Regions from separate parts of the Gossypium hirsutum genome. Here all the other regions are linked to region 1. The links are chromatin contacts, called in public Hi-C maps. All regions are on one chromosome and are shown on one strand. The core of a region is the stretch at or near the end of the contact, and the rest is flanking DNA. Distances in the headings are between cores, read along the strand shown.

The links. A called contact is a pair of places that touch in the nucleus more often than the background predicts.
Region 2: a Hi-C map of leaf shows a contact between it and region 1, with 2.8 times the contacts expected there. The contact joins the enhancer-like site here to the promoter of LOC107894214 in region 1. A contact is called at or near these places in 5 of 34 Hi-C or Micro-C datasets (fibers and leaf).
Region 3: a Hi-C map of leaf shows a contact between it and region 1, with 1.7 times the contacts expected there. The contact joins the promoter of LOC107955258 here to the promoter of LOC107894214 in region 1. A contact is called at or near these places in 3 of 34 Hi-C or Micro-C datasets (all in leaf).

Annotation. Positions count from the first base shown.
Region 1 is chrA07:43,298,958-43,302,560 of Gossypium_hirsutum_v2.1, forward strand. LOC107894214 (transcription factor PIF1) reads left to right here and starts at 1,945. Exons shown (of 8, transcript XM_016819453.2): 1 at 1,945-2,556; 2 at 2,662-3,538. The coding sequence starts at 2,474.
Region 2 is chrA07:42,508,241-42,511,843 of Gossypium_hirsutum_v2.1, forward strand. No RefSeq gene overlaps it. Among protein-coding and RNA genes, the nearest start is that of LOC107955258, 44 kb to the right of the region's middle. Within about 2 kb of position 1,816, at least 3 of the 9 cell types and tissues checked have an H3K27ac peak or open chromatin away from gene starts, as enhancers often do. A contact at or near this core is called in leaf, where this site is marked.
Region 3 is chrA07:42,552,030-42,555,632 of Gossypium_hirsutum_v2.1, forward strand. It overlaps LOC107955258 (probable indole-3-pyruvate monooxygenase YUCCA8), which reads left to right and starts at 1,879. Exons shown (of 3, transcript XM_016891001.2): 1 at 1,879-2,703; 2 at 2,797-3,168; 3 at 3,255-3,603. The coding sequence starts at 2,023. The coding sequence ends at 3,488.

The DNA of each region.
Region 1 (3,603 bases), core at 695-3,194:
TAGGATATAAATAATCACATTCTTCTGTTTAATTTTATCAATTACAAACATAATTAATACTTGACGAGACTTAAATTAGAATACTTGACGAGACTTAAATTAGAATAAATGAAAGTAAAATTATCAAGATTTAGACTTTGATTATTGTTGAGAACTTAAATGGAGTTAATGATGTGGCATATCATGAGTGGTTGGAATGTAGAATAAGAAAGGGTAAGAGATGTTATAATTTTGAAGTACAAAATGATAAGTACTGAAAAAAAAATGATGAAAAATTGGAAGTCATAGGATGTGGGTGAGTGTGAAGGGACAGTCCCCCATATGGAGAAAGAAAACATGTTTCTTATCCCTACACTATTTCCCAACTGCCTCCTCCCACTTTCATCTTCTTTTTTTTTTTTAAATTACTAAAACAATACCTTCAAATAATAATCATTCTTTTAACACCAATCTTGGCTTCTTTTGCCCTTTCTTTAAATAATAATAATAGGGTTTGAATGGGTGTAATTTGATAAGAAAAAGAAATCAATTAAAATTTTACACACACACAAAACTCCTTATGTTTTATTATTTTAATTTTTTAAAATAAATTTAATACCAGTTATCAAAATTGCACTTCATGGATCATTGTAAATTATGGTCAAGCTTCTATCTCAACAACATTAAATATTAAATAATTACTTAAAGGTAAATACTTATAAACAGCTTATTAAAAAAAAAAGAAAGAAAGAATTTAATTTGGAGTTCCAATATTAAAATAAATTTGAATGAGATTGAAAAAGATTCTGATTATGCTTAAAGAGAGATGATATTATAAAATAATTATTTTGATAAAAGAAATATAATAAATTATTGCCAGTGCTAAAAGGAGATATATATATATATAACATAAATAATCCAACTACCAATTATTATATACCAAAAAAAAAATCTATAAAGAGCATATAAAAAAGGTAGCATCTTATCTAAAAGAAGAAGAATTAATAATAATAATAATAATAATAATAATAATAAAGGATTAATTAAGTTTACATCATAAGACAGTTTACCGTTAATTGTCATTTTCTTCTTAAAGTAAACCCACTCACTTTCCTTTAATGACTACAATTTTATTTTATTAAATATAATATTAAGTATATAAGATGATACTTAAATTGAATGTATCAAAATTAGTATCCTAGTACTAATACTTTATTTGGAAAGGCTATGTGCCAATCATTGTTTTAAACCATAATTAAATCCAACTTTTCTTTCTTTCTAATTTATCAATTTAAGTAACTCGTGTTTTTTTTTTATTGTAACGTAATTTTTCTTGGAATAAAAATTAGCGTCAGCAGTGGCACAAAATATATTAATAAAAATAGGACTAAGTGAAAATTAAAAGAAGAAAATTGAATGCAGTTTCGTAATTACAAGCGACAAAATTATCATTTCATTTGTCAAAAGCATGGAACTCAATAATTATAACTTTAGTGGCCAAAAAACATATTATATATAAAGAAAGAGAAACCGACTTGACTTGTAGTAAAGACAGCTGCCCAGCAGGTGTTGAACTGTAATTCAGCATTCTCACAGCTGAAAGCAAATTTTTTAGCATTAAAAATAAGTACAATTTGAGCATACGTATAAAACCCAGGGCTGACAATTCACATTCTTTTCAATATATATATTTTAATAAATATAATCATTTTTAACGTATTTTAACTAAGATAATGGTAGAAGTTAAATTGGATTTGAAAAATAAAGAATTTTATAGTTTTTCTTGTAATTTTATATAAAAAGTACTCATATTACATTTAAATTAAATTAATTATAATTATAAAAATTATGGATCTTCATCAAAATTTGAATCTAGTTAATAAGCCGATTACAATTCATGTAATTAAAATACATGGTTGATATACAAAATATATAATTGATACACACAAAAACCAGTACCGTCAATTTGTGGAAACAAAAAAAGATTGGGGTCCGCAGCTAAAAGAAAACAACCATTTTGTTTGTGGGCATCTGATTATTAATAAGAAGGAAGAAAGCGTTGGTACTATCCACTGTCAAAAGATGCAGAGAAAAACAGGATCTTATCTTTGGTGAAACACCTAAATTATACTTCATCCCCACACCAAATCTTTTTTTCTAAAAAACCCTTCTCCTGCTTCCTTTTTTCTTCTCACACTGCCAATCTGCCATTTCAGTATATATATATACATATGCTACAACGTTGGACAGCTTTGTACGGCTTTGGATTTTCAAATATATTTTGGTTTCCTATCTAGGGTTTTTTCATAACACCACCTATGTTGTATTTCTTTTAGGATTTCCACTTCTACACAAGTAAAAAACAAACCATTCTCTTACGGCCTTAACACCTTAAATACTTACAATTTCCTCCTTCCTTTTTCTATAATTTTTCTATTTGGGTGGGTTATTAATGATTAATATAAATACAGATTAAAGTGTTAAGAGAGAGAGGATGAATCACTGCGTCCCCGATTTCGAAATGGAAGATGATGATTCCATCCCTTCTACTTTAACTCGCTCTAAAAAGCCTTCCATGTAAGCTAAACCTTCTTCTTCCTCTTCTTTATTTTATTTATTTTTTATCGCTTTATTATTGTTGCCAAAACCGTGAGTTGATGACGCGATGGAATTATGAAACAGGCCAGAGGATGAAATCATGGAGCTGTTGTGGCAAAACGGTCAAGTTGTTATGCAGAGCCAAAACCAAAGATCTATCAAGAAGTCACCGCCGTTCAAATTCCAAGGCGCCGACCCATCTGCTACCAAAGAGATCCGGTCTTCCTCATCTCACCATCATCATCAACAACAGCAGCAGCAGCAGCAGCAGCAGCAGCAATCGCTTACCGATCATCACCTCTTTATGCAAGAAGACGAAATGGCTTCATGGCTTCACTATCCTCTCAGCGACGCCAGCTTCGACCACGATTTCTGTGCTGATCTCCTCTATCCTTCCTCCGCCGCCCCTTGCCTTACCTCCACCACCGCCACAACCTCCGCTCCTCCTCCACTCGGGAAAGTTACTCAAGTTTCAGCTTCAGCTGTGGCGTCAGCTTCTAGGCCCCCGATACCGCCGTCGAGGAGGAATGAGTTGGAGTCGACGAGGATTCAGAACTTCGTTCACTTCTCCAGGCATAAAGCGGTGAGGGTGGAACAATCTAAACAGTCTAATTCTAAGAGCGTAGTTAGGGAATTGACGGTCGTTGATTCCAGCGATACTCCGGCTATGGCTCCCGAATCAGGAGCCTCTCAGGCCATGCCCTGCAACACTGAGGCAGCTTCTGGAGAAAACGACAATATTAACTGCGCCAACATGAGCGTCGCTGCAGGAGCCAACACGCGATCAGCTGGTGTCAGCGGGAGTGCCTGCAAAGACAATTTAGCCGCGTACGAGGTCACGGTGACATCGTCACCTGGCGGCTCCGGTGCCAGTGCCGAACCCACGGCTCAAAAGGCAGCCGCCGCTGAGGACCGGAAGCGTAAAGGAAGAGAACTGGAGGACACCGAATATCACAGCGAGGTTAGTTCATTGGAGTTAAAAGTTTTCTGTTTTGTCTCGGCTAACGTGCGCCAGGGGTTAACGTT
Region 2 (3,603 bases), core at 566-3,065, 790 kb before region 1:
ATGATGGATAATTTTTTTAATTTTACAAACAAAATTAAAAAATTATCATGATCTTTAATTCATGTTTAACTTCTTCTTTTAATAATAATAAAAAAAGACATGGGTATAAATAATGAGACATAATCTTAAAATAAGAATGATATTGAAATTTAAATTTCAAATTTATTGAATATTAAATTTTTAAAAATGATTGTTAAATTTAATTGGATTAAGTGTGGGTTTATGTCTTTGTCCATTACCAAAAAATAGTTGGAAATCAGATAAAAATAGAAGTAGTATGAACACTTTTTCCTTTTATAGAAGGAATTTTAATTTGCATACTATATAACAATTTTGACAGTCGGCACAATAATTTTTAAATAAAAAAAGAAGTTTATTTTTTTCTGATAAGAATAGATTTAATGAGTACTAAACAAATAGTGATGTTAACATATATAATAACGCAAATATGTAGGAATCATATCTCTTACAACAAAAAGCAACAAAGAAAAAGACAGAAAGATAAATAGTGATGTTAACATATATAATAACCTAAATATGTTAGAATTATATCTCTTACAACAAAAAACAATAAAGAAAAAGACAGAAAGAAAGAAACAATCAACTATCGTTATCAAAAGAGAGAATAAGCAACAACAAAAAGTGGAAAAAGAAGCCATAATAGACTTGAATAGCATATGAACATAACATTTATAAAGTCACCTCATTTATGAAAAATCTATACAACGAAAAACTTAAAACGTTATTCCTTAATAGCTAATAGAAAAGAATTTATTTCTTAATTCAAAAGAAAAGAAGAGAATTTTGTCTCTATAACTTTTGAAAAAAGATAAAATTTGTGTTTATTATTTTCTCATGTTTAAGTTATTATAAAGATATATAAAAAACTTTAGGTTTCATGTTTGTATTATTATTATATATAAAATTATTATATTTTTTCACATTTACAATTTATTTTGTGTTGATTCTAACACATTTTATCTTGTATGTTGTGTTCGTGAAAATTTTTGCAACAATTGTATGTTGATACTATTATATGTGTGACTTAAATAGATAAATTTACAAATAAATTTCTTATGTTAAGTTAGTTTATTTCATACCAATTTTTACATATTCATATCATGATCATATTCATATTTTATGATAATTATATAGTTTGTTAAAGTGATTCAATATAATAATAATAATAATAATAATAATAATGTGTTCATATCTTGTGTTGTTTTTGTATTCATCTCATATTTAATAACTAGTTGTTAGGTAATTTCATTTTGAGAGAAAGAAATAAATGTTTGTACCATTTTTTCGTTATCTTGTGTTGAAAATTGCAGAAATTTTTAATAAATTAATTATAGAAATCTGTACATGTACATAAATATATTATGGGTTAGTATTTAGTATATCGACAGTATATTTTTTTTATTCTACAAATAATCTTAAAGATTTTATCATATGTGTTTTCTTTTAAATATTTATTTTTTAATATTATATTATACCCTGTAGTACATTTATCAACCTCTAATTCTGTTTGTGGAGCCTAAAAATTCTTTTGGAAATGTGTCAAATATTATTCTATATATTATTACTTAAAATTGAATAATTATATCTACAATACATTTATATAAATATTTATATCTTAAAATTTTAATTTTAATTTTCGAAAGTTCAATTATAAGTTAGGAAAAAAAATTTATTTTGGGTTGCAAAAATATTGGGCTTGGCAAGCAATCCATGTGGCCTTGAGGTGGTGAAGAGTGAAAAGTCTTCTTATCCCCTAGGCTAAGGAGATAGGTTTGGGACCATAATTAGGGTCCTGCTGGTCCATGGTATTGGTTCTCACATGGAGCACACACCCTGTACATGGTATTCCCCTTCCATGCATCATGCCTTGCATTACGTGTTGGTGCATGGAAAATTCAAATTTGTTTGGTGGGCCTTCTTCGTTTTATTCATAAGGTCCAATTTCAGACTTATGATCCAAAATATGGTCAGTGGGTGGGACTCACATATCCATTAGTTGAAAGTCTACCATTTCCATTTTTGGATGTGTATGATGAATTAATTTTATAAAAAAAAAAAACCTTCAGATAGAGTTTTCTCTTAAAAGGGGTTTCCAATGAAAACAAACATTTCAAGTCACTCTCTTGTCTTGATTAAGAAAGTGATGGTGTCGACAAAAAAGTTATGGAGGTAAAGATGGAAGGTGGTTTAAATTGAAGTGTTAGTTTCGAGTAGTTTTTTTTATAATAATTAAAATGTAATTTTATCATTATAATAATTTATATTTATATAATTTTAAGAAGGATTAAACTAAAATGTTATCAATTTTAGAAGTCAAATTAAAATTTTACCATATATTAACTTATAAATTTATAAATTTTAGAGTATGCAATATAGAGAAGAAAAAAGAAAAAGGAAAAATGATTTCATTGGCTTTAAATCAAGTGGACACTCTTAAAAAAAATGTTTCTATGATGTCTCTTTCTTTTTCTAGCGCATACCTAGACATTTTCAATTATTTTGTGGGGGTTGGCGTTGAACATATATATTTATGTTGGATACTTGTTTTTGAATTTAGATGTTATGAGGAGGAAGAAATTATTGGTTAAATGCAAAAGTTGTGATGCAAGTCTCTCAATATTCCATATAGCTGTAATTTCAGAGGTTTTTGTCCATGTTATCTCATGTGTTCAATTTTCTAATGGGGTATGCTTCACATTAATTCACGTTCTGGTTTCCCCTACAAATTTTGCTCATCTTATGCTAAGATTTGATTCCCTCATTTATTTTATTAGTTACAGTTTTTACGGTTAAGATTAAGTTGAACCATATTTTATGAAGGTTTGGTTGATTCCCTTGAGTAAACCAGTGATTAGAGTCAAAGAGATTTTCTTTTTACATTTAAAATTATCAAAGATTAGATCTTAGCAAAACAAAAAACTCAATTAGTTTATACCGTTATTTTTTAATAAAAGATATTTAAAAAATTGCATTTAGGATACACATAAGGGTGTTAACTCAATCCCTTCAAATTCTCTGACCACTTTTTAAAGCAAATCAAATTTCGCAGCAGTGTCGGGTTTAAGTTCAGCTCCACCCCATAAATTTACTTAAATGCCTTGCGTTTATTGTTTATGTTTCTTAAATTTATAGAAAATGACCTAATAACTAATATTTTCTTATAATTTTAAATTTTATAATATATATTTTTATTTTTCGTAAAAATTGACATATATGCAATATTATATAAAATTTCGAAATGAATGGAGATAAAGGCCGAAAACACCATTTTGGGATTAAAGGCAAAAACAAAATGGAGGGGAGCAAAAACTATAACTGTAAATTAACAGAGTATTCAATCAATGATTTACGATTAGTTAGGTTTTTCTGTATTTATGTTCATTATTAAGTTAAATAAAAATATATAAATAAAAATTACATGTCATAAACTACTAATTAAAAGTGTCTATTACTCTAGATGTAATCTGAATTCGAATTATATTACTTATGTTTATTGTTTGAACTTTGTCCTATTATTATAATTTATTAAATATATATATAAATAAATTTCGACTCGTTTGTTAAATGAATAGAAAAGATTGA
Region 3 (3,603 bases), core at 629-3,128, 750 kb before region 1:
GCTTTCCACGACTAATCACCATTGTCATAAATGAACATAAAAAAAAATCTCAAAAAAGAAGTAATAATATTTCTTAATTATATGAGCATTCGAGCGTGTCAAACTCGGAAGCATTCACCGAAAGCAACGTTGTTTATCGACCTTCCACGTACCTTGAATGTTTCACAATTGTGTGTTCATACTTTGAACCTCTAGATTATCCTAGTACTTTACAATCTTTACCATGCATAAAGAATATTCTCTCTTCTCACCATGTTTGCTTTCTGACATCTATTTCACCCAAATTCGTAGCTTTTTTTTTTATCATTGCTCGAGGTGTGTGATACATATGTACTATATAGAATGTACTATATAAATTAATCAAATACATTTTTAAATATCACAAACACCCATAGTTATTAATTTTCTTGGCAAAGTATAAACATTTACACAAAAGCCAAATGAAGGTTCAAAGCTAACCATCGTTGTAGTTCAAGGGCAATACCAGGCACGAAAAACTATAATTTGGGAGCAATATCTTTATTGTTGTAATATTAATTTAATTAAAATATTTTTTATACCCGTTTTACAATTTATAAAAAATTAATTAATTTATAATTATTTTCTCAACAACATCATATTCAAAATTTAAATCTAAATTCTGTCCATAAAATTGTAATAAACTTTACAACTAGGCTAAATATTGTTAGTCTGTTAGGAATATTAGTTGAGCATGCAAATCGTCAGCTTAGAAACATACACAGTGGAAGAAGAGGGCATGTGGATGGGTTGAGCAGATTTTTTTTCTTGGGAAGTGGTGTGAAATTAGTCGAAGTGGGTTGGACAGATGGCGCAAAGGTGGGTGTGGAGGAGGGTCGGCAGAAAGGGGCATTTGTGGGTCGAAACAGCCTTACAAGTCGCAATCCCAAGGCAATGGAGGGGCTCATGTGGGGGATCCCTCCCCCAAGATCGTGACAGTGTTAAACCCCTTCTTATTCATCAACTTCACTCATCCAATCCACGTGGGAACATCGCCGCCTATATCCTAGTCAGCACTCTCTGCCACTTAGGCTTCCAATTTCCATACATTTTAAATATTTTATTTATCCTCCCATTTATTTCTTTATTTACTTTATTTTTAAATTTTTTTATGAAAGAAACTCCTCTCTAGTGGGTCCATTAGAATCATAAGAGGATGCTGCGTCATTTTCATTTTCATTGTTTCCTAATTCTCTCCCTATGATGTTTCCACTTCATCTTCGGTTAATTTAGCTGATTTTACCTCAAATATTACAGCATAAAATAGGACCTAATTTCTTTTCCTTTTCTTTTCTCTTTTCTCTTTTTATGTTTGAAATTAGGAACATTACAATGTTTCCCTTTTTCTTTTTTTCTTTTGCACAAATTCAATATGATGTATGAAGTTGTGCTAATTGAATATGATTGTGTATTTCAATTATCATATATGTATATATATTGTTTTTGATATATAAAATGATCTTATCAAAGTTCACTTACTATGAAGTTGGTGGAACATATACAATAATTGATATAAAATAATATGGAATCTCAAGCTTGGTATGAAATCTACAAGCACATTTGATGTTGGGCATCAAAATCATGGAAACTCCATGCTTTCATTGGTAACCCAAGTGTTTTCTCTTCTAAATATATTTACATCTTTATAATAAACAAAAAAAATTATAAAGGAAAGAATAAAAAATTCCAAAAAAATATGATAATCCTTCAACAATTTTTTAAGTATAATGTATATGTATATAAGGATCTATTAAATTATTCTATAAAATAACAAAAGGTAGCCATTGGCTTATGATTTGAAACTGGACCCTTTTAAAATGCATTAAATTCTTGAATGTTATCACATGGACCTTCCTTATTTAAGCAGCCCCATCCCATCTTCTCCCTCCAAACCAAGAACAACAACTTACTCTCTCTGAAAGAAAAAAACAAACACCATTTCTTTTTTTTCTCTAAGCTCTCTAATTTCAACTCTACATTTTTGTCTCAAGACAAACTCACCGTATGACAATGGAGAATTTGTTTCGCCTTGTTGATCAAGACCAAGATTTCTTTCAGCGTAAATGGACTTTGGTCAATGGTCCGGTCATTGTTGGTGCCGGACCATCAGGGCTAGCCACTGCTGCTTGCCTGAAAGAACAAGGGGTCCCCTTTGTTGTCCTCGAAAGAACCGATTGCATTGCATCTTTGTGGCAGAAACGCACCTACGACAGGCTAAAGCTTCACCTTCCCAAACAATTCTGCCAACTCCCTAAACTACCTTTCCCTGAGGATTTCCCCGAGTACCCAACAAAGAGACAGTTCATTGACTACCTTGAATCATATGCTAAGCATTTTGATATCAACCCAAAGTTCAATGAGTGTGTGCAGTCAGCTAGGTATGATGAGACCAGTGGTTTCTGGAGGGTGAAGACCATTGTTACAAGTGGTTCAAACAAGACTGAGTTCGAATACGTTTGCCGCTCGCTTGTTGTGGCCACTGGTGAAAATGCCGAGTGTGTGTTGCCCGATATTGAAGGATTGTCAGAGTTTGGTGGTGAAGTTATCCATGCTTGTGATTACAAGTCTGGTGAAAAATTCAAGGGGCAGAAAGTACTAGTTGTCGGCTGTGGCAACTCTGGCATGGAAGTTTCTTTTGATCTGTGCAACCACAATGCTTCACCTTCAATGGTGGTTCGCAGCTCGGTAAGTCATCAGAAAAAAAAAAGTTACCTTATATCAGATACACTTCGAAGAAAAATTGAATTCTAATGGGTTTTTTGTTCTGTTTTTCAACAGGTTCATGTCCTGCCAAGAGAAATTTTTGGGAAATCAACATTCGAATTGGCTGTTTTGATGATGAAATGGCTACCCCTTTGGCTTGTTGACAAGCTAATGTTGATTTTGGCATGGTTGATGTTGGGAAACATTGAGAAATATGGACTTAAAAGGCCATCAACGGGTCCCTTGGAACTCAAGAACACAAAAGGGAAAACCCCTGTATTGGACATTGGTGCATTGGAGAAAATTAGATCAGGTGACATTAATGTGGTTCCTGGAATCAAGCGTTTCTCACGTGGACAAGTTGAGCTCGTTAATGGCGAAAAACTTGATATCGATTCAGTTGTGTTGGCTACCGGATACCGCAGCAATGTTCCCTCATGGCTTCAGGTGAGAAAATGCTCTAAAATTCAACTGTTTTAAAGAAGCCAAGATTGACAAATAAACTAATGGAAATAGTTGACATGATGAAACAGGAAGGTGAATTCTTCACCAAAAATGGGTACCCAAAGGCTTCATTCCCACATGGGTGGAAAGGAAAAGCTGGACTTTATGCAGCTGGGTTCACAAGGAGAGGGCTCTCAGGTGCTTCCTCTGATGCCATGAGGATTGCACAAGATATTGCCCAGGTTTTTAAAGATGAAACTAAGCAGCTCAGAATGAGAACTGTTGCTCGCCATAGACGCTGCATTTCACTTTCACAGTTCTAAACTTACAAAATCCTCAGGCCAAATATTTTTATTTCATCAAAAGCTAGGAAACTAGCTTTGTTCCTGTAAAAATTAATAATACTGTATAATACTCTCACCCAACAAAAACAAAACA